Linked DNA regions of Mus musculus: regions 1, 2, 3, 4 and 6 are each linked to region 5. The links are chromatin contacts, called in public HiCAR-type, HiChIP or PLAC-seq and promoter capture Hi-C maps. All regions are on one chromosome and are shown on one strand. Each heading gives the region's core, a stretch centred on a gene start, on an enhancer-like site or on the middle of the called end of the contact. The rest is flanking DNA. Distances are from core to core; before and after follow the strand shown.

Evidence for each region. Promoter capture Hi-C pulls out the DNA fragments that hold promoters and counts their contacts. HiCAR-type assays count read pairs that join an accessible place to other places. HiChIP or PLAC-seq counts read pairs in DNA pulled down with a chosen protein or histone mark.
Region 1: a contact with region 5 is called in a promoter capture Hi-C map of second pharyngeal arch cranial neural crest. The contact joins the enhancer-like site here to the promoter of Adgra2 in region 5. A contact is called at or near these places in 7 of 39 promoter capture datasets (cranial neural crest, embryonic stem cells, frontonasal cranial neural crest and 3 more) and 1 of 115 datasets of contacts at active chromatin or transcription factors (embryonic limb bud).
Region 2: a contact with region 5 is called in a HiCAR-type map of astrocytes, with 3 times the contacts expected there. The contact joins the promoter of Hook3 here to the promoter of Adgra2 in region 5. A contact is called at or near these places in 1 of 39 promoter capture datasets (second pharyngeal arch cranial neural crest) and 3 of 115 datasets of contacts at active chromatin or transcription factors (astrocytes, embryonic stem cells and extraembryonic endoderm stem cells).
Region 3: a HiCAR-type map of fibro-adipogenic progenitors shows a contact between it and region 5, with 4 times the contacts expected there. The contact joins the enhancer-like site here to the promoter of Adgra2 in region 5. A contact is called at or near these places in 4 of 39 promoter capture datasets (cranial neural crest, liver, maxillary cranial neural crest and 1 more) and 4 of 115 datasets of contacts at active chromatin or transcription factors (bone marrow-derived macrophages, embryonic limb bud, fibro-adipogenic progenitors and 1 more).
Region 4: an H3K4me3 HiChIP or PLAC-seq map of stem cell-derived neural progenitor cells shows a contact between it and region 5, with 14 read pairs. The contact joins the enhancer-like site here to the promoter of Adgra2 in region 5. A contact is called at or near these places in 4 of 39 promoter capture datasets (cranial neural crest, hippocampal neurons and liver), 1 of 484 Hi-C or Micro-C datasets (bone marrow-derived macrophages) and 3 of 115 datasets of contacts at active chromatin or transcription factors (astrocytes, cardiomyocytes and stem cell-derived neural progenitor cells).
Region 6: a promoter capture Hi-C map of frontonasal cranial neural crest shows a contact between it and region 5. The contact joins the enhancer-like site here to the promoter of Adgra2 in region 5. A contact is called at or near these places in 5 of 39 promoter capture datasets (cranial neural crest, frontonasal cranial neural crest, liver and 2 more) and 1 of 9 other capture datasets (embryonic stem cells).

The regions. Positions count from the first base shown.
Region 1 is chr8:26,224,540-26,228,953 of GRCm38.p6, forward strand. No RefSeq gene overlaps it. Among named protein-coding and RNA genes, the nearest start is that of Gm31727, 40 kb to the right of the region's middle. Within about 2 kb of position 2,297, at least 15 of the 459 cell types and tissues checked have an H3K27ac peak or open chromatin away from gene starts, as enhancers often do. A contact at or near this core is called in embryonic limb bud and second pharyngeal arch cranial neural crest, where this site is marked.
Region 2 is chr8:26,116,485-26,120,829 of GRCm38.p6, forward strand. It overlaps Hook3 (hook microtubule tethering protein 3), which reads right to left and starts at 2,740. Exons shown (of 22, transcript NM_207659.3): 1 at 2,474-2,740. The coding sequence starts at 2,530. Rnf170 (ring finger protein 170) reads left to right here and starts at 2,884. Exons shown (of 8, transcript NM_029965.4): 1 at 2,884-3,116; 2 at 3,956-4,079.
Region 3 is chr8:26,300,516-26,305,277 of GRCm38.p6, forward strand. The region is part of intron 3 of Gm31784 (a long non-coding RNA gene); the gene reads right to left. Among named protein-coding and RNA genes, the nearest start is that of Gm31784, 9.6 kb to the right of the region's middle. Within about 2 kb of position 1,771, at least 7 of the 459 cell types and tissues checked have an H3K27ac peak or open chromatin away from gene starts, as enhancers often do. A contact at or near this core is called in fibro-adipogenic progenitors, where this site is marked.
Region 4 is chr8:26,349,997-26,354,410 of GRCm38.p6, forward strand. No RefSeq gene overlaps it. Among named protein-coding and RNA genes, the nearest start is that of Gm31843, 30 kb to the right of the region's middle. Within about 2 kb of position 2,110, at least 87 of the 459 cell types and tissues checked have an H3K27ac peak or open chromatin away from gene starts, as enhancers often do. A contact at or near this core is called in stem cell-derived neural progenitor cells, where this site is marked.
Region 5 is chr8:27,084,375-27,089,194 of GRCm38.p6, forward strand. Adgra2 (adhesion G protein-coupled receptor A2) reads left to right here and starts at 1,467. Exons shown (of 19, transcript NM_054044.2): 1 at 1,467-1,837. The coding sequence starts at 1,572. Gm39151 (a long non-coding RNA gene) reads right to left here. Exons shown (of 3, transcript XR_870285.3): 3 at 1,895-4,176.
Region 6 is chr8:26,257,358-26,261,977 of GRCm38.p6, forward strand. No RefSeq gene overlaps it. Among named protein-coding and RNA genes, the nearest start is that of Gm31727, 7.2 kb to the right of the region's middle. Within about 2 kb of position 3,139, at least 9 of the 459 cell types and tissues checked have an H3K27ac peak or open chromatin away from gene starts, as enhancers often do.

The sequences.
Region 1 (4,414 bases), core at 1,047-3,546, 860 kb before region 5:
CAACTGACATAAATACAAGCTGCACACCTAGATTGGACAGATGTGCCCTACATTATTTAATCGTCTAAGAATTCCCCAATTGCGTCTGGCTCCTAGGACCACGTGGTTTTGGCTCATCATCCTCTCCTATAGGTTCCATCTTGTCTCCTCATCTCCATCTCTGTCAGTTTTGTTTTGTTTTTTTCTGTCTCTCTGTCCCTTCTCTAAAACTTCCAGCTCCGCCTTCTTTTTCCGCTGCCCAACCACAGGCTCTAGCCTCACCTGACGCATAAGATTTTACCTGCGATCCACAAAGGCTAAGCTTGAGGCTTGCTTATAGAGCTAGCTTGGCTTGCCTGCAGAGCTAGCTGGGCAACACTCCCTGGTCTCCCATCTTTGCTGATCTTCACTTCGCTGAGAGAGGCACAGCTGAGAACTTTGCCTGGTGTCCTGTTAGCCCCAGGGTGCCTGCTGCTGACTTAGGCTGAGGCTAGGGCTGGGGCTGGGGCTGGGGCTGGGGCTGGGGCTGGGGCTGGGACTGGGGCTGGGGCTGGGGCTGGGGCTGGGGCTGGGGCTGGGGCTGAGGCTGAGGCTGTCTCTGCTAGGTCATGCCATGGCTCCCGCTATCCTGACACTATTGATAGACTGCTGGTATATCCATGAATTGTTTGCGAGTGGATCGAGCTGCCACTGCTGACCTCTGAACTGAACTGCTGATTTCCTGACAATGCAGATGGGATTTTCTCCAAAGAACCATTTCTAAGCAGGTCCACTTCTCCCGGATCCTTTCTTTTCCACTACCTCTGGTGGGCGGTGGGCTAAAAGGGAGGTTAAAGCATTTAAAAACCATGATTAAAAGTAGACTTTGAAAAGAATTAAAGTTACAGCAAATCTTATTTTTATATTAATACATTTCTATACAGATGCTAGTTCATGCTAGACTACAAAAGAATTGATGTCTGAGAACACTGACAAGGCACTGTTTGGACTATCTGTTTCCCTTACCAGGCCATAACAAAGATGAACGGATAGTTCTGCCCACTGATTGGTTGGTGGAAAAGCATGGGGTGATTTTTGTTCTTTCTATGAGATTCAGTAAGAAAGATCCACATCAAACCTTACCAACCAACATTATCAATGGTTTTATAGTGCAGACACTTAAGTTAGACACAAGAAAGAAAATAAATAAATAAATAAAAACATAAAATAAAAAAGAAAGAATTTTATCATCAAAGTAAAATGTGCATATATGAATGTTTGTTGAAGAAGGTTTCCATTGAATTAGAGTCAGAGTCTCTCTCTCTCTCTCTCTCTCTCTCTCTCTCTCTCTCCCTTTCCCCAGGGGTCACAACTAAGTAAACATCATTGGAAAAAAAATAAATAACTTCTAAAATTTCCCTCCGCTTCTTCAAGAGGCAGATGGGGGGTCCTTTGATATGACAAGCCTGGGCTTCAAGAGATGAAAGGACGAAGCTGGGTGTGGTGCTGAGAGCTGTAATTGCAGCACTAGGAAGAACAGAGAGGAGGCATGGTGAATTTGAGGTCAGCCTGAGCTACATGGCCAGCTCGTTTTCAAGCAAACCGAAGACGACAACAACAACAACAAAATAAAAACAAAACAACATCAAACAAAAAATGCAAACAAAGTAAGCGTGATGGTCCATGCCTGTGTATATTCCAGGACTTAGGCAGTCAGGGTCATGGTTTTAGTCTAGCCTGGGCTATACAACCAGACAGATTCAAAAGATATACCAAACCAAGCAAGCAAATGAAACTTCAGGCATGCGGGACACCTAAGGTGTCCCACGAAGGAAAGCCCGGGACTCGAGTGTTTGAAATAAAATTCTAAATGAGAAGCGGGAAGAGCGCAATGCGCTTCTGACTTCTGACCCCTCTCCCCGCTTTTTTCTCATTCAACCTTTAAAGAACAAAAACAGATGAAAAATCTAGGCAGGAGAACGAATGCTGCCCGATTATCAAGGCTATCTCATTCTGTGGCCCCTTTTCTATCTCTGGTAAAAACCCCTAGTTCTCAGCTTCCATCCCTAATAACAGCCTAACTAACTTTAGCCGCACCGTCTTGTTAAATAATACTAACAGCAACCTTTCCCTGCCCCCACCGGAGACCTCTAATTCTAACTTTTCATCTTTAATCAAGGCCTTCGAGCAACATATGGAGCAGAAGGAGGCCTTCCTGTCATGAAGGGTCCCAAGTGGCCTCTGCGCCCATTATCCCCATTGCTCCTTGACAGGTCAGGGTGCTAAGTAAAACGTTGCTACGCCGCCGGGGAGAGGCCTGTATTCCGCCGCTTCGCTTCCCTCCAGCGATAGCTTCCAGATGTGAGGAAATCTTTAAAGCTCACGACCCTCCCCACATCATTAGGTCCTTCCCGTGTTTCCAAAAAAAAAAGTCCATAATCACCAGCCCAGTGTTTTGTTTCCAGCCACAGGGAGTTCCCGGAAACTAAGCATTACGGATAAAAAGACTTCACACGTCACCTCTTACCTTAGGAAAAGCTGTTAGCTCAAGGTGAATCAAATTCCTCTGCAGTCTCTGCCTTCTGATGCAGTAACTCCCACCCTCGTGGGCGGGCACAAGTGCACACTCACACCAGGATATTTGATGTGGTTTCCAGTCTGATGTGTGTGTGTGTGTGTGTGTGTGTGTGTGTGTGTGTGTGTGTGTATGTATGTGTGAGTGATTGATAATAGTTTTCCAGGCCCACTCTTTCCCTTGCATTCCATAAGGAAAACATTTATGTCAAATTAATCTCTGACCTGGGCTTGAACCCAGAGCACCTTGGGAAATGTACCAACAGGGCGAAAAGTGAGGTACTTTTCAGATAGTTTATGCGTGTACACCCCACCTCCATCCCTCACGAGACGGAGCGATAAAAGAACTCCTTTGCTTCGAATTTTCACCGGAGTCCATGATGTATTACCGGGTTGACGAATCAAGTGTAATGACTTAATTTTTCAGTTCCGAGCCACCGAACAAAGAAAACGTTGTATTCTAAAAACTGATCTGTGCAGGAAAAAATATTTTTCGCTTAGATCAACCTGTATGTTGGCTACCTTATCTGACATTTAGCAAGTGTTAGGGAATGTGAGGAGAGCACCAAGTACGACCTTATGCCGAAAAGACTGCTGGGAGATTTCAGCCTTGCCCTGAGCCAAGCTCTCCTGCTTGGGGCACAGACTCTGACCTTTGTCCAAGGTACCTGCTGCTCTGGGCCACGTCTCATTTGTCTTTACACTCCCTAATCCCAAACTCAACATCCATACGACATAAAGGGATGGAAATGAGACTCCATTTGGAGAACAGGTAAGGAAGAGGAAAATTGTCTTTTTATCTCTCTCCTTGATCTTCCTGCTGGTAACAATTTGAGCCGAGAGGTCTGCACGCAGTTTTTTTTTTTTTTTTCCAGAACATGTTCTCTAAAGGAAACTGTCAGCTTTTACTCATCAGAAAGGAAGCAGAGGCTTATAGAGACGTTGCAATGTGAGGTTACCTGATAGAGTCCTGACCTGAGCGGGGCTACTCTGACTTTGGGTATCACTTCTAAGCAAGAGGGTAGAAGATATACCTTTGTGGCTGTTTTAAATAGTGAATGCTGGGAACGGGAGTGGTGTGTTTGATGGACTCTGTCTGCAAAGTGCCATCCGGGGGGCACAGAACAGGACTCCAGGCCTATTTGCTTTACCACGGAACGCAGTTTTGTTCTCCTATAAAGACTAAAATAAAACTATACTGAATACACGACTCCTTGAGTTCTATACTCGTTTTCTCAACTACTGTTTACAGGTGGGTTTTAAAATCATGTGTGCTGGGTAGTTTGATGTCAGCTTGACACAAGCTACAGTTATCTGAGAGGAAGGAACCTCAAATGACAAAATGCTTCCGTAAGATCTGGCTGGAGGGCATTTTCTTAATTAGTGATTGATAGGAGAGGGGCCAGCCCATGGTGGGTGGTGCCATCCCTGGACTGGGGTTTTGAGTGCTATAAGAAAGCAGGCCGAGAAAGCCCATGTAGAGTGAGCCAGTAAGCATCACTCCTCCATGGCCTCGGCGTCAGCTTCTGCTTCCACGTTCCTGCCCTGTTTGGGTTCCTGTTCTGACCTCCTTTAGTGATGGACCACAATGTGAAAGAGTAAGCCAGATAAACCCTTTTCCCCACAACTAGCTTAGGTCATGGTGTTTCATCATCATCATAATAACCCTCACTAAGACACCTAGTCAACATTTTTTTTTTCTTTTGAGGCAAGGTGTTATATAGTTCAGAATAGTTCATTTGATCAAGGGGCTTAGCCTCCTTATGTGATTTTATGGAATGCTATTTCTGCATAGCCCAAGCCTTGGACAGAAAACCACATTGCTCTGATTTCAGGTCCAAAGCCTATGCTGAGAACTTACAGGCAGCCTAAGGAGCTTAAG
Region 2 (4,345 bases), core at 1,490-3,989, 970 kb before region 5:
GAGGCTGTATGCCCAGGATCTGCAGAAGAGCAAGTCAGCCAAAATTCTAGAATGAATGGAGAAGAGGTCATTTTGCTGAGAAGCTACCGGAGGCTGGAGGGGTCAGTCTGTTTTCTCCTGGGGGGCAGTCCCTAGTAGATTATCCCTGCTCCAGAAGACAGATCTACCCACATAAATACTGGCAACACTAAATGGATTCAATAGGTTAAAAAGAAAAAAGAAAGAGTGTGTATGAACTTGGGAGGGACAAGTGGTATTGAGAAGAGGCGGTAAACCTGCCCAAACCACACACCCACACACGAAAGAAATTCTCAAATTAAAAAATAGAGCCCAAATAGAGAGAACTGACTCCTCTAAGTTATTCAATGCCCTCCACAAAAGGGCTGTGTGTGCACATATCCATTTATGTGTGCATATATCCCCACACAAATAAATATAAAATGATCATTGTTAAAAAGCAAACAGGCTGTTGGAATGGCTGAGCAGGAGAGGGTGCTTACACACCGATCTGGTGACCTGTGACCTGAGTTCGTTGCTTGGAAAACATGGAGAGGGCATCAATTCCAAAAAGCTGACCACTGACCTTCATATGCATATGCTGCCAACTGTGCCCATGTGCACACATCAGTTACACAAGGGGGAATTTTTTTAAAAGGGGACTGACAGATGTAATGCCATAGGTTTTTGTGTTTTGTTTTGTTTACCCTATCAGGTAGGAATACATCTTGCTTCAGGGGGAAGGAAGAGGGGATAAGGTTTAATGTTTAAGCATATTCTGTTGGGCTAGCTTGTTATATACTGACAGGGCACGAAACATTTCCCATCCTTTCAAAAGTCTTCCTGGTTTAAAGAATAATTTGAAACTTGGCTGAGGTGTAGCTCTGTCGTGTCACCTATCGCCGTTCTCTATCTGAAGCATAGCAGTGAAGTCTAGCTTCAGGCTTGAAGTTGGAACTTACAGAGCATGTTAACTATGCACTATTTCCAGTGATCTGAAATTACAAGAATGATCTAACACAAAACCAAACCATAAAGGTCTCCATTGTATAAAGGCTGCTTCAAAGGGCACAATCAGATTAATGACATACCCAGTTTATAAAAAAACAAAAACAAAAACAAAACTTCAAGCTGGGTGTAGTGATGCAGGCAGACTGCTACAAATTCAAGATCATAGTTTGAGGTCAAAATGGGCCACATAGCAAGATCCTATCTCAAATGCACACACATCTGTAGATTCTACTTTTCTTACATTTATTACAACCGACCTAAGTTAACAGTTCTCAAACTTCTCGGCAGTGTTCCTGCACAAAACAGTGATGGTTACCTTCCAGAGATCTGAACCTCTAACCTAAGGCACTGTTCAGTAGAATTTTTTGCTATTTGCATTTTACCTTTAAAGTGACTAAGACCAGGAGATGAACAGCTTAGTGGTAGAGCCTTCCCTTAAAATGCAGGAGGCCCAAATACTACCATCTCCCCCAATAAGCAAACAAAATTAACATGTATCACAATAGCCACTGTAAATGTATCTGGGTTCTTCTAAAAAGGACAGCTAACATTTCTAGCAGTAAGTAAAATGAATGTTCCTGGTTTATCCCATGGCTCTGCATATATGCCTGGACCTACCTCCAACCAGCATATGAAAACCAGAAACAAACACGGTTAACTGTCCAGCTAATGAAAAGGGCCGTTTAAGCCATGACTATTGACAAAATCCTGCATGTTTACTTGAAAATTCGATAACCTTAACCCTCATCAATTCCAAATTAGAATCTCATGGTGCTTTAAAAATGTGTTTCAGTTCCATTACGAAATCCCTCAATTTTTCCAGTTCAACATTTTTATCGTTGGTTCCTTTTATAGGTACCATCACATCGTTTATAACAGTCAAAATGCATCTCGCGTTTTAAATGTTTTGCCTCTGAGTGATTCTTCATGTTTTGTCTATCCACCCTGCCAATGTACTATTTTCCAATGGGCAGGGCTTCATCCATCCCTCAAGGGGCTACACTCCATCCTGGCTGAACGCTACAACAAAGGCGAGCAGCATCGCTTAACTAGGGGGTCCCGACTGCCTCTACCGGGCGCCCAGGCAGAACCAACGCTTTGGATCACTGGGAGCTTGGGAGCGAAACGCCAGCGCCTCATCAAGGCAAACAGTCCTAATTACAGTGTCGCCTGCACCCCATCATTAGCCCCCACCGGGCAGGTTTCCTCTCGGACAGCAGCCAACATCTCAGGCCGGACAAGTTCCTCCTGGACCCTGGGCCCAGCCTGCCTGAGCCCGGCCTCTCCCTGCTGACCCTGACCCGGCCGCGGGTGTAGACGCGGCCGCACCGGCTACTCAGCTCCGCCCGTCCCAAGCCCCGGATGTGACGGCAGGTCGCCCCGGGGCGTTCGCCCCCCGGGACGAGCACCGGTGTCCGCGAAAAGGTGGCGGAGCTTTCCCACCGGCCCGCTGCCCACCACGTACCCAAGTGAGCAGGCTCTCGCACAGCTCCACCCGCTCCACAGACTCCACGTTAAACATCTTCCTGGGGTGGCCGCAGCGTCTCCCTTCAACCAACCAGAAGCCGCGGCCGCTCGGCTCGGGGTTTGAGTCCGAAGGGGTCAGGCAGCAGACCGGGCGTCTGGCGGACCTTCTCTTCCGTCCGTCCGCTCCCGGGGCGCGGACGCTGGCAATCGCTCCGCACTGTCACCAGCCCCTCCTTCCCTCGCTCGGGGCCGCGCACTCCCTTGCGCGCACCCGGCGCCGCCAGCCCACGCCCTCTTGCGCGAGCGCCGCGCCCCGCCGCGCCGCGTAGCGCGAGTCCCGAGGTCCGAGGGCCACTGCGCACGCTCGCGCTCGCTCAGCCCCGCCCCTAGAGGCGCGCTCCCAGAGCCAGTCCAAGGCCCGCGGGCGCGCGCCCCGGCCGGGCCCTGCGGTGGCGGCCGGTCTGTGTGTCTCTCCAGTCCGCTCACCCTCGCCGGGGCTCCGCACTGCGCGTGCGCTGACGCCGGCGCTCTGGCTTAAGAAGCCGCCTGTAGTTTGCACGGGAGGAGTAGCTAGGTAGTCCCCGGAAATGAGCTCTATGCCGACCCGCCGACTGGCCCGGTAGTTCCTCGGCCGCGACGAGGTACGCGCCCCCCTCTCCGGCCGCGGGCGTGTGCCAGGCCACGCCCCCGCACGGGCGGGCCGGGGACCCGCGGACTGCGGGACTCGGCGCGGTGGCGGTGGGGGGAGCTGCGGGACCGCGCGAGGGTAGGCTCCGCGCCCACCGCTTCCCTCCGGAAGCCGGAGCGCAGCCTTCCCTGAGTCGCCGGAGCCTGCCCAGAGTCTCCCTCCGGGCGAAGGTGGAACGGCTGACGTGGGCGCGTCTCGGAGGCTGGGGGCCGGTTTGGCCCGGCTGTGGGGAGCCCGGCGTTCCTCCTTGGAGCCCCCTTCTCCCACAAAAAACTTTACCCAAAGTGACAGAGGGTGGACGCCAGTTCCCCAGTGCGTAAGGACCCTTGCTGTTCCTAAGGCCTGCTTCTTGTGCTAGGAGTTGGCTTCATTGAGGTGCATCCTTGCCCGACTTTCGATTTTTTTTTTTTAATACAAGCCTTGTAGAAGGTTTCATATACGTTTTTAAGTCGCATGCAGAACAGTGCGTAGCAGTACATGTTTGAGGAATATTAATAAAATGAATTGCCACATTCCCAAGAGTTCTTCCATCCATACCATCTCTAATCTGATTTTTGTGATAGGCACTTACTTTATTTTAAAAGCTTTCCCTTTTAGCTTTTTAACCAGATGACTATGCATGTAGTATAATTTTCCTTTGTTTGATTTTGAACTTTTATGAATGGATATGTATTGTGGCTTTGGCTTTTAAATAATATTAAATTATCTGCAAAAATCCCATGATTGTCTAATATCCTATTGTGTGACTACAGCCTTGTACCCGTTCTACTATTGATGTGCACTTTGTTCCAGCTTAGGGCGTCTAAGAATAATGCTATAATAAACAGTCGACCTTAATGCAAAGATATTGGCGTTTCCAAGACAACAAGATACAAGATATATGCTTTGGAGTCCTAGGAGAATCTTGGATTCAAAGGTATGCATAACCACCAGATCATGCAGTCTTTGATTAGCAGTGCCTGGGAAGAAGTTATCTTCCCAGGGCACACCTTCACTTTTTTTTTTTTTTTCTTCAGTTCCTGGGGACTTCTTTCCCATTTGAAGTTGGTTTTCTCGCTGAGCTTTTAGGATTTCAAAAAAACATTGAGTTTTTGTTTTGTTTTGCTTGCGTGGTTGGCTGTGTGTGTGTGTGTGTGTGTGTGTGTGTGTGTGTGTGTAGCCCTGGCAATTCTGGAACCTGCT
Region 3 (4,762 bases), core at 521-3,020, 780 kb before region 5:
GAACTTCAGGGACCCAGAAACAAACTGCTTGCCTAATTGAGGCTGGTCCTAGGAGACAACCAAGGTCTTAGGTATCTGGGCTGAAGGTGGAGAAAGGTTCCTTTGATGGTTAAGGCTCGTGAGTCTCATAGCTGTCTGGAGAGCTGGCCGAGTGGGGACAGCTAGCAGACGCAAGAGGTTTTCTAGGGAGCGTCCCTTCGCAGCCCCTTCTTTTCTCCTGGGTCTGCACTGACACCAGGGTTCCCTGGGTGTCTTTCTTTGGTGGAGGATGGGAGCAAGGGGTCCGTTGCAGTTCCTGTCTCTGGAGTGCCCTTGTAGGGAAAGGAGCTAACTAATGTCTGGGCGTGGATTCTAGGAGAATGTCTTCCTAAGGTGGTCTGCTTCATTCTCCAGCACCATGTAAAATTTTCCCTCACTCTTCATCAAGTACAATGTATCCATTTCAGACCTGCTCTCCCTGTACTGGATCAATGCTCCCGTAGGAATATGATAATAAGTACAGAAGCCATTTATGGCCTGAGAATTTACGTAGAAATTTGCATACAATTTTCAACAAAGCTATATATGAGGACTAAAATGTTCCCCTTCTCCCTCTTTCCCCCTCCTTCCCTCCCTCCCTCTCTTCTTTTCTTCTTTGTGGTGGTGGTGGTGGTGGGGTGAGGCATTAAATCCAAAGTGCTCTACCACTGAGCTACACACCAGCCCCCTATCAGGATGCTCTAGGGAGAGGGATTTACGCACCGTGTTTAGGATAGGACTGGACCAGAGAAGATCCAGAATTGAAATAAAGGCTAGTGGAGACACACCTGTCCTGATCACAAACGATGAGGTCACATGATTAACAGGAAGTCACTCACTTATTCTACCAGAAAAAACTAAGACAGATGTGTATAATATTTCCTACTTTAACCACAAAATCCACATGGTAGAAAAATTTACAAATGAGAAGAAGATTAAATAAGAGGGATAAAGCCTAAATAGAGAGCTTTAGGAGAATTTTTAGATTTGCTAAAATAATGAAGACACTTCACTAAAGAGATTATTGAAAAGCCATTTGCAGATGCTTAATTATTACAATTGGCTGCTCTACAGTGGAATTTATCCGAGCTGTCCCTCCTCATTGTGCTAGATTGTCTTTAGGCTCTCTCTTCCTCTCAGTGTCACTGAGATGCATACCAATGCCTTTTAATTACTACCTTCTAATGTGGATACAAAGAGAGACTTTCCTTCCTCCACCCTGTGACGGCAGCTTCCTTCTCCTCCTCCTCCTCTTCCTCCTCCTTTTTCTCCTTCTCTTCCTCCTCCTCTTCTCCCTCCTCCTCCTCTCCCTCCTCCTCCTCTCTCTCCCTTTTCCTCTTCCTCTTCTTCTTCCTCCTCCTCTTCTCCCTCCTCCTCCTCCTTCTCCTCTTTCTCCCTTTTCCTCTTCCTCTTCTTCCTCCTCCTCCTCTTCTTTTTCTAGAATTATTTGTTTTCTGTATAGGAGTACACCGTAGCTGTCTTCAGACACACCAGAAGAGGGCATCAGATCCCATTACAGAGGATTGTGAGTCACCAAGTGTTCACTGGGAATTGAACTCAGGACCTCTGGCAGAGCAGTCAGTGTTCCTAATTGCTGAGCCATCTCTCCAGTCCTCGTCTCCACCCCACGCCCACCATGGTTGTTCTTACATCCAGATGTTCAAATATCGTCTAGAGTGACTCAGACTTATTGGCTGCCTACTTCTGGGGCCCTCTCTCCCTGTGAGTCCCACCATAGAGCTAGAGATGAAGGAGGATTTGGACATCTGCACTGGAACAAGTGACATAGCACTCAAGTCCACAGGAGAACAGGCTGACCTGACCCTGTCCTTTCTCGAGCCGTACCTCCCAAATTGCTGTGAGCATAATACTGGAAACCCAGGGACGAGTTTGATTTGTCTCTATTCCATTTTCTTGTAAAACAGCACACGTGCCCTCTACTCCTGATATTATCTGGTCTACTTGATGTCTATTCTCTCTCCCCAGGGCATACTCACTGTCTCTTTCTCTTGTTGAGAGAGACTGAAACTTTTAGTGCGCTCAAACTAGAATACTTGGTTGCAGAGAAAGTATGTGAGAATAAATCCAATATATACTAAGATTTTCTTACAGGACATTAGAGCAGAGTCCCCCCAACTCCGCTGTGCCATTGCTGAATTCTTTTGTGCAACCATGTTTCCCAAAGCACCACGCTATGGTGCTAACAGTAGATGCCCTGCATCCCACTACTGCTATGGGGTCGATACCTTCCATGCAAGACTGAAATCCGATGGCCTTCTGAAACGGATATGATCAACTCCAGATATAAGGAAACAGAGGTGCCTGGGACAGTTAGACCTAAGCATCTGCAGGGCACCCCCACACTATTCACTGTCCTAGAGAGCAGGTTTCTAATCCCTTGAAGGATACTGAGGACTGTGCTCCATACTCGGTCTATCTGAGCTGTTTCGTCCATCCCTCCCAGAGTGACCTGTGAATAACAAGAGTAGGAGCTTTCTGACAGAGGAAAAATCTCGACTGTGTCTTTGGTTTTTATATTCACCCTAAGGGCCTTCTTTTCTCCTCAGCTCTTCCAATACTTGATCTTCTAGTCTTAAATTGAGACATAGTCTATAACTCTCTACATGGCACTTTATGCAAATAAATGAAAGATCAAGGTATTTTTCAAAGGTCTGTTTCCTTGGGTAGGCATGGAGAACTAATGATAGTTTTGAAAAACCTTAGCAGGGATTTTCTTTTTTCTTTTTAAACCTGTGGATCCTGTAAGGCTGAGATGTTCTTTGAGCATCTATATGCGCCAGAATTTTTTTTTTTTTGTGATGCAATTTACATATGTCATCATGTTTAATCTTCGGAACTTGGACGAGTAATTATAACTATCCTTTTTAATTGATAAGAACACTGACACTTGAAAGGCTGACAGAGATGGAACTGACATTAGAGCCTAGCACTGTCTGATGACAAAGCCAGTCAATGAGGTGGCTAAGGAGATCTCAACTCTGACATGAGATCCTAGCAGTATTTCTAAGAAAATTCTTTGTCAGGCTTCTTTTGCTTCTTTTGGAAGCTGACATCAACTTCTTCACTTGGCTACCTCTTGGCCTAACTCTGTTAATCTGGACATTGGATTCATCCTGGCAAAGACCGTGTGATGCCACCGCGAACGTTTGCCCTTTCACTCTTTAAGACTAATCCCACCCTGACTTGGAATAGTCTGTTACAGGATATATTTTAGTCTGCTGCTGTGTCACGTGCATATTCTTAGGTTTTTATTAATGATCACCTAGCCTCTTTAGCTGAGTACACCTATGGGGTTGCAGAGAAAAACAGACTGCTAAATCAAATCCCACATACCCCTTTCAGGAAATGGAGGAGAGTCCCAGAAAGGAGGAAGAATGGTTGGTTGGGGCTAGAGCTTGATGCTTGGTGCGCAGGCAAAATCTCCTCCAGAGCTGATGAGCAAGAAAGGGGCCGGACTTCGCTGCCTTGACAGGAAATGGTGTGATGCTACAGCAGATCCTCAAGAAGAGGCTAGGATGATGTCATTATGGCAAGGATAAAAAAAAAAAAAGAGCAAACCAAGGACTAGAAAGTCTTCTTCCCTCCATGTTATTAACTTAAAGCAAATGATGCACTCTGGTTGTGGGGGCCCAAAGCAGATGTCTACAGGAGTGGAAGTTCATTTGAAAGCAGAGAGTTGCAAGTAGAGGTTATACACGTGCATTGCTGATGTATCCTCGCTGTCTACTTTCTTCTCCCCACTGTGTCCTTCTCTATATCAGAAGGACAGAGCATGAGGAATGTTTACTGTGCAATCCGTGCCTATGACTAATACCCTTAGTCCTATCAATACACATTCACAAGCCCACAGAAGTAGTTCAATCAATGTGAAGACCACTACCTCTGCTTGTTATTAAATACTTGTTATGCCTAGTTATTATTACTGGTTATACTTATGAATTTGCAACATTAGGCAATGCTCTGGTCATGAAAATAATCATCATTGTTCCTTCACACGTGTGCAGCATCTAGGTCTTAAATAATCAAATACATGTTTCCATTTTCATTGTTTTAACAACAACGACAACAACCCATCTCAATACAGTGATTAACATATCCTTAACTTAATGTGGAAACCTCTGGTATCCCTAACCTAGGCACACACAAGAGAGGCAGCAGCAGCTACCTCCACGCCCCCTGTGCACCTCGAAGCGTCTGCCCTCACCCGTGCCGATCCTCACACTCAGATGCCCTTGGTCCCTCTCTTGTCTTCACAGACTGTCAGCTCACCAGCCTCCTCTGATCTCTGCCCTCCTTTTCCTCCAAATTAAATCTCAACTTTTTTGTAAACCTCTGTGAAAATGACAAACTGGTGCCAGAGCTGTCTTTTAATACACAAAAGCATAAATAATGCCATCCATCAGGGCTGTCACTCAGAAAGATGGATTGCTAGTTGTCCAGACCCCCGAATGACACCAAAGCCAAAGTTAGAAAGTGTCTCACTTCTTTACATGTTCTCTCTCTCTCTCTCTCTCTCTCTCTCTCTCTCTCTCTCTCTCTGCTGGACTGCTTGATTCTGATTAATGGTCCTGTCAGGGTGGGATTCTACTTGCTCGGATAATGAGTCAAGAATGTATTCCCTGTCACAGGCACAGCAGATGTCAGGGGCAGAAGGGCTCGGGGATGCCAGAAACAATATACAGTTTCCTCCTAGTCCCCTGACAGGCCAATATGCTGCACAAGG
Region 4 (4,414 bases), core at 860-3,359, 730 kb before region 5:
CAGCAATGTATTGATTTTTTTTTTTGGCACTGCCAGAATCAATCTGAACAAAGCCATTCAGCGCTACGTAGAAGCCAGCTGAACTCAGACAAGCAGGGTGGACTCTTTCTGTTAAGCTCTTGAGCAATCAGCAAAATGGCTTCGATGCTGTCTCCACTGAGGAAATTACATATATAACTGTAACCCCCTGCTTTCAATTTCATCCCAGTTCCTTACATCCCCCTTACTTCTACCTCTATACTCCTGAGCCCCTGAGAAGATGGCAGCAGGTAAGAATACAGGGTGATGAGAGGCTCTTGTATGCACTGTCAAAAGTCTCTTTCGGTAGGATTATGAACCCCTGACCTCTGACCCAGGGTTCAAAGGCAGATTGATTATTTCCTTGAATAAAATTGATTGTCCGGTTGTACATTATATGGATATTTTAAGACTTTCCCGACTAATACTATCTGACCATCAGCTTACCCCCTCGCCTCTTGATAGTCATAGACCTTTCTAGGTGGATCCATGCTGACCGTTAAGACAGTTTTGGCTTTTTCCTTCCCTGCTCCCTGTGGTAATATCTGGGTTTATCATGTAATATTTCTCAGAACTCCCCGAACATTGGTTGACCCAGAAGGCCAGTAGAATGTAGTATTAACATCCTCAGGGGTAGTTAAGTTGCTTTTATGTAGCTGTGACCAAAAAACCCATGAGAACAACTCACCAGAGGGGAAGAAGGGGGAGCTTTCTGGCTCACAGTTATGTGGTCTTATGTGCTTTGGCGGAATATCGCAGTGGTAGGAGAATGCAGCAGAGGGACCTCTTCGTCACAGGAAGGGACTGGGTGGAAGCCCTAAGGATCTGACCCCATGACCTACTTCCTGTAGCTAGGGCTCATTTCCTAAAGTGTCTAGAACATCTCAAAATACCACCAGTTGCTAGGGGTCAAGTGTCCATCAGATGTGCTCCCCGGGGGGGGGGGCATTTTGTATCTAAACTGTAACTGGGCAAGACAGGGCATTTCTAGCAGCTGTTTGTCTGTTGGCTGTCTATCCTCTCTATTTGGCAGTTTCCTCACCAAAGGTTCAACAGGCTTGAGGTGGGTGTCCTCTCAGGTCTCCCCTACTGCTCGTTTTTCGTGACACGCTCTGCTAAGGCTCTCCCAAGGCTCCCCCAACCCTCTTCCATCCTCTTCAGCAATTTTGTACCAACTCTGATGTTCTGACCAGCATGGTTTGACTTCTACAGAAACACCACCCTACCAGATAAGATGAAGTGCCCGGAGCTCTGTTAGAGTCAATTTTGTGCAAGGTTAATGTGATCTCCCTCATCCTGGCCATTGAAGTCCTGGCAATTCTAGATTCTTCATGCCCCAGGATGCCCTGTTGGTGCAAGGGTTAATACCACCTGTCAGAACCCCACGGGGATTGGACTGTGTCTGGAGGTAGTGAGTTTTAAACATCTCATGCTAGAAGACAGAACGTTTCTTTTACTTTAGCTTTTATTGGGACTTTAAACGTAGCCAAGGCATTAAAGAAAGAGGAAGGGGGAAAAATAAACTTGGAAAGCTTTTATACTTTTTGTAAAAAAAAAAAAATCATTTCTTTTTTTTTTTCTTTTTTTAACCATTACCCAAATCTCCTCCAAACACACAGACCCTACAGTATCCCTATTAAATTATATAGAGCGAGTCCAGCCCTTGACTGTCAGCGGGGCCCATCATTCCTAATTTATCGCCCCAGGAAACACAGTACAATTATGGTAATAAATAATAATAGGATTCAGTACATGACAACATGAATGATGGAGCCTCTCAGAATTCATTTACATTGCTTTGTGTTGCAATCATCGTGCCTCTAATGTAACGCCAAGCAAATGAGCCCCTTTGAATATTGTGCAATCTATCGCAAGTCAACTGGCACAAAACTCACTCAATAAATCATGTTCAAACACATGCCTGTAATGACAGGTAAATCAACAATGAAGTAATTGCATTTAATGTATTGAAATACTGGACAAAAAAAACCCAGTGACCTCAAAGTGACTTTTTGTAAAAGGTATGATATAGTTGCAGAGGGAGAGAGCTCTCCTTCCCGGGAGTCTTGCAGTGCTCAGATGCACACGCCATTGCTGAGGCTGCTGTCCCTGGGCAAGCCCTGATTTACTGCCTTCACTCCGCAGTGAACACCGGAGCAGGCTGCCAGACACTTCAAGAAGGTGTTTGCCAGCATGGATGAGAGAGTCACAAGCTCCAAGCAGCGCAACCTCTCCTCCACCCGGGCTGTCGCCCACTCAGAAAACCTTCTGAAGGGGGCAGGGAGAGCGCTGTGTCAGGAGCCAGAGGGATGTGGCTCCGCCCTGCTCCGGGACTCAACTAGATTGCTCTACAGCTTTAGCCAAGCTCTTCCGCCTTTCGGCCCTTTATGAAATGAAGCATCTGGATCGTCATGTCTGAAATTCACTGCAATTCTAACATTCTCTGAAGCTCTGATTCCAATTAGGGCGGGGGGTGGTGTCTTTGCTTTTAAGCGGAAAATAAAAATAATAAAAGCCTGGGCTCTTCTTGCCCCCGAGTGTCGGAGGCACTGGTTTGAATCAGCGTGCATCTCTTCATCATTGTTTCTGTCGCCGAGGACCTGTGTGCTTCTAATTTCTGTGAAACTTGGGCCCTGCCCCTTTCTGGGCAAGCAGACAAGTCTGAAAATAGGTCCCCAGGGGTTGTGTGGATGGATAACAGACAACATGGAAATGACAGCCTTCCCTACATTCCCCATCCTTTCCACCCCAGCTCCCCTCTTCCCAGGGACCATGTCAAAGAGAGATGAAGCAGAGCCTCTTCGAAGCCAAAGGCCACTTAAGAAACTTTTCCGCTCTTGTAGAAAACTCACTCTTGGCCGAAGGCTGCTCCAGATCAGCCCTGCCTGCAGTGTCTGTCCCTCCCCACCCCTGGCCCCTCTCAGTGGAGCCAGCTGGTTTTATATTGCTCTGCTATGAAGAAGGGGGATGACGGAGGAGGAAATCACACTACACTTTGAGGAGGAAGACCTGGCTAAGTTCAAGCTCGATGATTTACTTGAAAGGTGGCTTTATAGATGTCCCTTCGTAGTTTTGTCCACTGTTCCATCTGTAAAGCCATGGTGCTATTTTTGGTGGCTCCAACCAGGTTTTTGTAGGGAGTGTGACAGACAGATGCGAAATGGTCTTTGTTGGTTGTAAAACACAATATAAAACCAATTTTTTTTTATGATGATAAGGAAGGAAAAAATATCTGAGACAAGGGCTGCCCTCAAGTAACGCTTCTTACCAGAAAATTATCTTAGTTATTTAACTGGGTATTGTTCTCATCTGAAACTCCTATGGGGTGGGGATGAATAGAGGAGGAGCTATGAGGGTCTGGTCTGCATCATTCTTAACTTAGAAGCCCCTTGAGCAACAATAACCAGCATTTACTAAGTGCATTGATAAAGGATGTCTTTTCTCTCCTTGAGTAAATTATAATAAAATGCTGTAAGGAAGTTGCCATAAACATATTTGACATATCTCTCAAACACACTTGCCTGCTGCGTTCTCTCTCCTTGCTGAAATGGCATGTTTTCTTTCTTTTTGTTTGTTTGTTTAGGCTTCTCTACCCAAGGCCTCTACTGGAATGAAGCAATCACAAAGCCTTTAATTCCCACCCAGACGCCTTCCAAGATGAAACTGGGCCACAGTTTTCCCAGACAACAACAGTCCAGAAAAAGAAAGCTATCTCATTTCCAAGAAGGGGGGAGTCCAGGGAGCTGGACAAACTCACAAACATTCATGGTGGAGAAGGAAGGAAGTCATGGCTGACTGACCCATCAAAGCCCTTGAATAATTGCCGATGGGTTTCTTGGTATGATGTGCCCTAAACCATGCCACTCTCTTCTGTTTGTTGGTCCATCAAGAACTGCAAAGGTTGGCTCAGAGACCGCCTGCTACACTCTTCCACAGCTGTGTCCCTAGCTCCCACTCGATTTGACTCAGAAGATGTCAACTTGCAGAACAAAGGCTTAGTGAGCAGAGTTGGTGGATGGGGAGCAAAACTGAGGCCTCCCCCCCCCCCCCCCGGGGTGGGAGGGTAAGAGCCAGGAAGGTTCCAATCCTATAAAACTGTTACAAGTTTTAGGAGGTAAATTTGTTCCCTTAAGAAAGGAATATTGGGAATTTTGTTTGTTTGTTTGTTTGTTTGTTTTAGCTGATCTGAGGACCCAGGCAACTTTCTTCTGCGTGTCCAAACACTGTGAAGGATTCAATTTGGTCCTGCAGGAGAGTCCAACTGGTATTTGGCAGGAAAAAAAAAATCAAGATACCCACTCCCAACTTCTGAGGTTCAAAGGTCCCAACACCATAAGCAAGCTGAATTTAGGACTATGAGGTAGCGATCACCCTGTGGCCTAAGGCAAACTTAAAC
Region 5 (4,820 bases), core at 217-2,716:
GCAGGAGGGGTTCTGCCCCAATCCTGAAGTTCTCCCGCTACATAGCAATAAAGGTTCTACTGAGTGATTTAAAAAAAAAAAAAGTGATGGTTTCTGGGGAAACTGGGAGGCAGCATCCTGGGTCCTCTAACCCCAACCTTCTTTTCAGTTGGCACTGCAGCACCTCTAACACCCACAGGCATTAGCTGTTGGTCATTGTTACTGTTGCTTTTTTGAGGTCATGTCCATAGGCACTTTGACTCCCCAGTGGTCAAAAGCCAGATCCTACCTAGGACTGGCCCTTCTTCCTCCTTCTCTGGCCACGGTTTACAAGCAAGGCTCAATAGACTACACACCCCTAGGTGTTACATGCTGTGTCAAGTCAAACAGCTAATAAAAGACATGGAGGGGGGCTGAAACCTATACTGCGATACCCTGGCTGGTGGTAGAGTCTGCCCACACCCTAATATAGATCCCTGGGCCTTCTCTTATTTTCCCCTTACTCATTTACTGCCCTGCCCCAACACACACACACACACACACACACACACACACACACACACAGTGTTAACAGGAGGATAGCTTTGGCAGTGTCTGCCTTAACCTTTGACCTCTCCTTGGCCTAATGACATGCACCTCCCGCTGGGCAAGGTCAATGCTCACAGGGTAAGATCTATGGCCTCCTTGTCTCAGTCTTGTGCCCTCCTGCTGTGGCTTCAATCCAAGTCTGAGGGGTGGGAACAGGACTGTGAGAGTCAACTTATAGATCGGCTCATCGCGACAGGGGCCAAAGAGAAACCTTAGATCCTGAGCTAAGTTCAACCCCTTAACCCGGAGCACCAGACTTCCCAGGCCAAACCAGAACTTCAACGAAAGTCCTAGAAAGAGGGGTGTAGGCTGGATGAGAGAGCGTTTTTTTTTTGTGGAAAGTGATGGTTGCCTTACAAGTCTGAGCTGGGCGGTAGAGAGAGAAAGTCCTGGCTAGTAGAAAGAGTCGTGACAGGACAACAGTCTTGGTTCAGGGTAGGTGATGGGGTATAGGAGTGGGTGTCTGCTCAAGCTGTCTTCTAGGCTTGCACTTGAAGGAGGGCAGCCGCCTGGCAGGGTATCAGGCGGCGCTAGGGCCTCGCAGAGTGACGAGGCGGTGATGGAGGCGGGCGGGGGCTGGCGGCGGGAGCTGAGCGGCGCCTAGCTGCCCCCATCCATGGCACGGAGCTGCGGCAGCGGCGGCGGCAGCAACAGGAGCCCGGCACGATCCGCTAGGTCTCAGCCGCGCGCAGGGCGAGCCGGCCACGCGCAGGGACCAAGCTTCCGTCGGCTCGGAGCGCTGCGCTGAGACTCCGGCCGCGCCGCCGGGGGCCACCCGCGCTGCGCTGTCAGCGGCGCCCGCGTCCCTCCCGGCCCGGGTGCTCGCAAGCCATGCCCCCGGAGCGCAGCAGCGGGGACCCCGAGGCTTGCCTCCGCCCATGGCCCCCCGCCCCGCCCTCGGGCGCCCGGGACTCCCGCTGAGCACTCCTCCCGCACGCCCGGGTCCCTCCGGCCGGCGAGCCGTCCGGCCCCTGCGCTGTAGGTCCCCGCGGGGCGATGGGTTGATGGGCGCGGGGGGACGCAGGATGCCGGTGCCTCCCGCGCGTTTGCTGCTGCTGCCGCTGCTGCCTTGTCTTCTGCTCCTGGCTCCTGGAACTCGGGGTGCGCCTGGCTGCCCGGTCCCTATCCGCGGTTGCAAGTGCTCTGGGGAGCGGCCCAAGGGACTAAGTGGCGGCGCCCACAACCCGGCTCGAAGGAGGGTGGTGTGCGGCGGTGGGGATCTCCCCGAACCTCCAGATCCCGGCCTTCTGCCAAACGGCACCATCACCTTGTGAGTACCTTAGTTTGTGCCGGGTATGGTCAATTAGTGGGACTTAAGTGGGGGGGGGGGGGGGGGCGACGATCTTGCCACTTGAGAGCCTGGGGAAAGTCTGAGTCCAGGCGACAACCGGGAAACTCGAAGTTCTAGGATCAGAGAAACCCCGGTATGGCCCCAGAGCGAGAGGCATCGCGGAAGCCTGCTCACCTGCACAGGTGAAGTGCGTGTGGACGGTGGAGGGACCACTCCGTGTCCCTTGTCCCAGATTGGCTAGTGTTGCAGCCTTACGAGGCCCTGAGCTGGGTGAGAGTGGGATCGGTGTCAGGGACCCATTAGGTGGCTGTGGTCCTCACCACCTTTGAGGCTTCGGAGCCCGCATGACAGGGAGCCTGCTGGTTTCAGCTAGCTAGCCTGGTTCCTCTAACTGGGATAACCCAGTCTGCGGTGCCCCGCCCCGGGCCTGCTGAGCTCTGCTCCCAGCCCGGCTTCTTGGGCAGGGGAGCCTGAGACCGCTAAGCCTGTCCTTGGAATGCAGGCGCTTCTGATCTGACCCCGTGCCCCATCTCCTCTTGGGCTCTCTCCCATTGCGCATATAGTTTGGCTGTTTATCGATTAACTTAATTACTCAACGATTTGGTAGGAAAACCTGACTGAAGGGAGGCACGTGCCTCCCGGCCTCCTTCCATAGTTCTCCCTTCAAATCGGGGCCTGATTAAACCCTTGCTTTCCTGGCCCGCGAGCACCTATGCTCTTTAACCCGAGTCTTAAGTCCCGGCAACCGCACTCGGAGAGCTTCCCGCACCCCAGCGGTTTCCTGAGCTGACCATATGCTCCAAGTTCCACGCGACGTGGTTTAAGGGTCGTGCCCCGGCGGCGGCTCCTTGCTTTCCTGTTCAGGATCTAGCCTAAAAGCCGCTTCCCCTTCCCTGTCATCCTGACCCTGGAGAGAACCTTTTCTCCAAACCACCCCTCGCCCAGGGCTGGGGCTGGTTTCATGATTGTACCCAGAACAATACAGTAAGTCCTGTGGCGGGTTCAGAGGCAGCTGGCTTCCTGACAGGACACAACTGGTCAGCTTGTGATGTTGGCCGGCTGGCTTGCATTTTCTCCATCCAGCTGGGCTGTGTGCCTCGCAGTGGAGACTGGATCTCTTCTCTCTCCCACCTCGATGCAAGCTCTGGCTTGCAGCCCTAGTGGCTGCTAAGGCGGTTCACAGTAGGTCTGAGTGTCATGATGTTTAAGGGTGCTGAAAAACTTGGGCATTCCCCAGCTTACTTAGTTCTGGAGGAGGGAGGAAAAAAAAAAAGTGCTTTGCTGTGAGAAATAGCTGGCCAGCGTTTGTGACACACAGCTGCACCGTGATAGCTCGCTCGCTCGGCTGGGGGTGGAGGTGATTTGTGTATGGGCACATGTTCCAGAGGCTCAGCGAACTCACATGTGTGGGAGCTGTCTCTTGTGTGTCTGTTGGTGGGGATTAGGGAATCCTAACATGGTCAAGGCAGAAGGGAAGGGAGGGGGAAAAAATAGAAAAGTGGTTTTGCAGGACATCTTAGACTGATTTGGCCACTAATGCTTTCCAGCCACGGCTAATTCCCATCTACGCCACTCAGAGGAGCGGGACCAGTTCTTGGTGAGAACATATCGTGGCAAAGTAGCAGCAGACTTGGCTTAAGCCCTTCCTGCTCCAGCCTTAAGCCCTTCCCTAAGGAAGGGCTCCTCTCTCCTCTGGGCCATTCACCTAGCTGGCTTACAGTACCTTCCAAAGAGACTGGTCCCCAGCCTGGCAGGACCCTGGAAAGGACAAGGGAGCCCAGTCACCCACCAGTCTGGAGTGTAATGGAATCTGAATCTCCCTCCAGATGTTTTTCTCAATTTTCCACATTTATGATCCTGATGGGTCGCCACCCAGCAGTCTCTGAAGTTAAAAAAAAAAAAATCAAACTAGGATCTCAGTGGAAGGTAGGAAGGGGACTCAGTCCAAGCACACTGTCATAGCTCATCTTGAAATGAGACAGGAAGGCTGGAAAGGGGCTGCTGCTTCCAAGGAAGAGCATGGAACCCCCTTACTTTTTAAAAATCATATTTATTGATATTTTATATGTTTGGGTGGTGTTGCCTGCATGTATGTCTGTGTGAGGGTGGCCGGTCTTGGCGCTATAGACAGTTGTTAGCGGCCGTGTGGTTGCTCAAGTCCTCTGGAAGAGCAGTCAGTGCTCTTAACCCACAGAGCCATCTCTCCAGGACTGGGAGCCCCCTTATAAGTGGGGAGTTTTGCTAGGTGTGGGGTTGGTGCTTGTAATCCTGGGGGAGGACATTGAGTTCCAAGCCATTCTGGGCTACACAGGGAGATCCTGTCTCAAACAAAACAAGACATTAGTCTTTTTCCCACACAGATTCCCCCTCTCCCCCCCCCTTTTTTTTTTTTGCTTGTCATCAGGTAGAGCATCAGGACTTGAGCCAGCTGTTTGTGCCTTGTGGCTGTGTCCTCCCTCTTAGACATTTGCTACAGTCCCCTTCCAGAATGGGTCCCCAGCTTCCAGCCACAGGAACCCTCAAGATAGAGGCCAGGCAGACACTTAGGGCTAGGACTCAAAGTGCCAGATAAGGTCCCTGTCTGCTAGGGGGCCCTCCCTGGAGCAGTCCTGTTTACCTCATTGAAAAATCCTTCCTCCTGCTCCAGCTCCCGTTATCTCGAGCCTGCCTTCTGTTTTTGTACACCACAGGTCCCCCTCTCCCTCACCCTTTGCTTTGTTTCCCCCATGGTGGACTTTCGTTTGCAGTTTTCCAGGAAAGCAGAGCTCTTGGCTTCCTTCCTGATCCATTTCTCACCCCACCCCCAGCCTCACCAGCCCAGTCTGCAGGGCAGCTGTGGGTACAGATGCCCAGAGCGAGAGCCCTTATGAGCCCTCTCTCTGAGCGCAATGGTCCTAGGGTAGGTGGCTTATGCTGGGGAGGATTTTGTTCTGAATGGGAACCTCCCCAAACTGAGCAGTGG
Region 6 (4,620 bases), core at 1,889-4,388, 830 kb before region 5:
TTTCGTTATAGTCCTCTGAAGATTTGGCTTATTGAGTGTCTTCTGAGTGTCTGATGGGGTGGGGGCTGTTGTAATTGTTGAGTTCAGTTTGCATCTGTGGGGTTCCCCCCTCTGGCTACCTTCATTAAAAAAATAACAGCAACTGATTATCAGCAATTTTACGTGTGTGTGTGTGTGTGTGTGTGTGTGTGTGTGTGTGTGTGTGAGAGAGAGAGAGAGAGAGAGAGAGAGAGAGAGAGAGAGAGAGAGAGAGTACTCTGTATCATTCTCTGGAATCTTGGATGTTGTCACTCATTAAATTTTAAACTTTGTATCCATTGCTTTGTCAAAATTCTTTCTGTCCCGCTTCCTCACTGTCTTCTGTCTCCCATCCAATCGAGAGTACTGGAAATCAGTCATCTGAGATGTTCAAGCTCCTTATATACAACAGCACTTGTGTATCATCTACTCACATCCTCTGTCCATTTCAAATCATCTCTAGATTGCTTACATCCCCTAGAACGGTAAGTCTGAGTGCTCACTATCGGTGCCATTTGGCTTTTCTTCCTGTGGTCAGTTCAGTCTCTGGGTGTAGAACAGATGTGGACAGCCAGCTGTTTTTGTAAGCTGTCAGCCAGCATTGCCCTACAAGTGCATGGTAGCCTGTGTCGGATCTATTCCTAAGGCCAGAGCTTAGGTGCTTACTGTTGGTTCAGAGCGAAGTTACCATTATAAGACAAGACCGAGAGAGGGGACCGCAGGGATATGCTAGCATTTTCCCTACTTCTCAGATGAGATATTTGAGAATATATCACTTGGCTGAGATTATTTTGAGAAGCATTTTCAAATGAAAACGTTAACTAGTTGATGGCTTAATTCCTAGTTGATCTTTCTATCTCCTAGCTCCATAGAAGCACTCGTTGCTCATGTCATTCGAGGGTGAGGAAGAGTTTCCTCACCTTCACTAACCTCTCAGTAGACTTTTACCTACGTGATCATCGCGCTTGGAAAACGCATTCCTCCCTTTCTTACTGCGAAGTTTGTGTTATCCGTTGTGGCCACTCAGAACTCTCAGGCGTATTAGACACATTCTGCTATCCAGATTCTTGGTTTCTCAGCATTACAGGGCTGAGTTAACAGCTTACTCAGGGCTGAGTAAAAGTGTGAGCCCTCCACACTTACTGTTCCTCCTCAGCAATTTCATCCGAGGTTACACATTTGAATACGTTCGAGAGGTAGATGGCTCCAAAATTCATCTCTACACCGAGATCCACGCATCCAAAGACTTTACCGCTGTGACCGCTGAAATGTCACGTGACCGAGACAGACCAATGGAGTCCACATTCCTTCGCCCCAGCCCTCCCCCATCTCAGTTCATGCTCTTCTCCTTCTGTACTCAGTTGTACCTGATCAACAGAAAGTTCCTTCCCTGAGCTCAAATCCAGCCTGAGCTTCGCCTCTAATGTAGATCCCGTGCACCTACTTACGGCCCCTTGCTTAATCAACTCGAGTTTGTTCGCCTCCGCTTCATCCCTCGCAACCAGATTATTTTCCTGACTTTTTGACAGGTCCTGTTTTAAGTCAGTTTATTATGAATGACATTTTGTAAAAAGATTCATTCCGTAAGGTATTACATTGTTGTCGCTCCAGTACTCTCAATGCACAGAATAGTACAGATACTGAATTTTAAATAGATGTTATTAGTTGAATAAAGAAAAAAAAGTGAACTTTTATAATCGAGGAATCTTCTAATAGTTTTATAAAACCTCTCTTAACTAAGTCACATATAAATTTATAAGTTTGTTTATTTTTTTTTATCAGAACATGGGCCATGCAGTTTTGAACCATCGACAAGAACAAAACAATTCTGAGTAAAAGCAGACCATTATTTTATGAAAGACGACTCCATTTAAGCATCCTGATGAGTAACATTCTAATATGAGACTCGGAAGAGATCTCCATAGCCTGCTGCCTAGGAATTAACACGCTAAGAGGTTTAAAAACATTAATATGGCTCTTTGAAAAGACTCTTCAGAAAGTAGGTCCCTTCTTAATCCGTGCATTTAGAGCAGCCTATTAAAAGTTGAGTAGTTAATAGAATTTACTGCTTAAAGTTATTCCGACATTTCCTAAACTCTTTCCTCGCCACATGGCTGCATTGTTATTTTTAATCCTGCCTTTTAGTAACCCTCTAAATAACCAAACTCCAGCCTCATTAGAAAACCGTTGTCCTACCCAGGTGGTGGTATGTGCCTATTATCCTAAATTGTGGGAGGAAGAAGCAGAATGACTGAGTTTTGGGCTAACCTGGGCTGTGTAGTGAGACCTCATCTCAACAAAACAAAACAAAACAAAACAAAACAAAGCAAAACAACAAGGAAGCCGGGAGTGGTGGCACATGCCTATAATCCCAGCACTTGGGAGGCAGAGGCAGGTGGATTTCTGAGTTCGAGGCCAGCCTGGTCTACAAAGTGAGTTCCAAAACAGCCAGGGCGACACAGAGAAATCCTGTCTCGAAAAACCAAAAAACAAAACAAAAACAAAAACAAGGGAGAGAGAAAAGGGGGAAGGGAGAGGGAAAGAAGAAAGGGAGGAGAGTGCTCTCTTCTGCTTGGGGCAATGAGCAGCTCTGCTGACTTCTGTGTGTGAAACACAATAGAAGCAGGAGACTAGAGGTGTTGACACTCCGGCTCGCTCAGTGGATCCTTGAGTGTAAGCTTAGAGAAGAAGCCTGGTTTCTTCTCTATTTTTCTTTTCTTTTCTCTACCCCAGAAAGATGGCTAATGATGCCTCTCTTTCACGCCAGTGCTTGTGGCATCTGGGGTGGTGCCTAGAGCAGGTCCCCATGCCTGGGTGGATCTTGAAAACTGTCTGGGTCTTCCCTGAAATGTTAGGGACCCTAACAAGGTGCTGCATAAAGGGATACTGAACAGGAAACGCTGGCTGTGAGTTAGCAGAAGGGCAGAGATTTGACTCTGAAGGAAGAATTCTTACTGGGTCAAGGCTGCCTTTGCATAATTCTATTATCAGCAGGGAGAGGAGACATAATCATATTAGGTGCGTCTTGTCCTGCCGGATGGGGCTTGTCTTTACCTTGCTTTTGAAGTCATACAGGTTTAAGTGCCTTCTGTGAGTGACGGCTCAGAAGTGCCCATCAAGAAGGCAGGTGCTGCCCGAGCAAAGCCGGGGAGTGTTTGATGTTGACAATGACATGCATTCCTGTGCAGACAGGAGTAATCCATTTGGACACAGTTTTGTGTGTGTGTGTGTGTGTGTGTGTGTGTGTGTGTGTGTGTTGCTTTCTGCAACAGAAGCAGTTCTGTCTGGGAGGTTGACTCCAGGTAAGTGGAGCACACATCTTCTATCCACAGAATAATGGGGAATTCATGTGTCAGAGCAGCTGCATGTGCCTTCCTGTCCTCTGTATGGAAAACGGGCATTCTCTCATTCAGTTACTAAGAGTATTGACCTCACTTCATCTGCCTATAGAACCCCGGTCTCTCACCAGTTTGCCCTGAGTCTCTGACCAGCTTGCCTCTTTCTGGAGACCAATGTGGTCCACAGAGGAGTTTGTGCTCATCCCCGAGTCTTCTGACATGAGCTGGGACTTAGACGATTATGTTATAGTGGCCTAGAGGTGACTAGGGAATGTTTCAGCTCTTGTTTCATTTATTCACATTGGGTATTGCCATAATAGAGGCCAGGTGACAGAGACAGTGTAAAGGAGGAGAGAACCTCAGGGGGTTGGGGTGGGGGGAAGGACTGGGTTCCTCATGCTCTTCCCTTGAAAAAAATATAAAAGAAAAAAGTCAACTCTTTTTAAAGATACAGGCACACTTTTTAAAATTAGAGTATGTGTATGTGTGCACGCGCAAACGCATGTGTTTTCTGGGGGGTGGGATATTTATTTATTTATGAAACAGGTTGTTAAACATTTGCTTATGTTACAATGACTGAGCATAAGGTACCAGAAAAAGAGGAAGAGGAAGAGGAATTCTAAGTTCTCAATTACACGCCCCATTAGCTAATCACGGTTAGACCGACTATTCAGGCTAACCAGTTTACAAAGAGAAAATGTTTAATTTGGGTCAGTTTTAAACAGGTCTAGCCTAGGCTACTTGCCTTTGTTGCTTTGGGCCTGTTGTGGTACATCACGGGAGGAAGCTATATCAGAAAAAGGGTTCACCAAAGCCAGGGGATGGGATGCCTTCCTCTGATCATCTCAGGCACCAGGCATGCACATGGTGCACATGCATACATGTAGGGAAAACACCCATACACATAAAACGATGATGATGATGACGATGACAACGACGACGACGATGACAATAACCCACAAGTAAAGGGATGACTATGGTAGCATATTCCATTAGTCCCAGTAAAAAGAAATAAAACTTGAGACCTGTGATTCATGTAATGTATGTCAAATAGCCCAAAGAGTTGTTGTGAGCTTTGAAACCTGGGGCTGAGAACATAGCAGAACAGACCAGGACATGCCCGGGCAGGCCCATCGCCTCCCTATCTCCCACCCCTCTGACCTAAGTTAAATGTTACAGGCTGCTGATGTTTAAATGGACCAATCATGTGAAACCGCGCCAATTCCTCCCCCAGCCCCACTCCTTTTCTATAAAAAACCCTAGC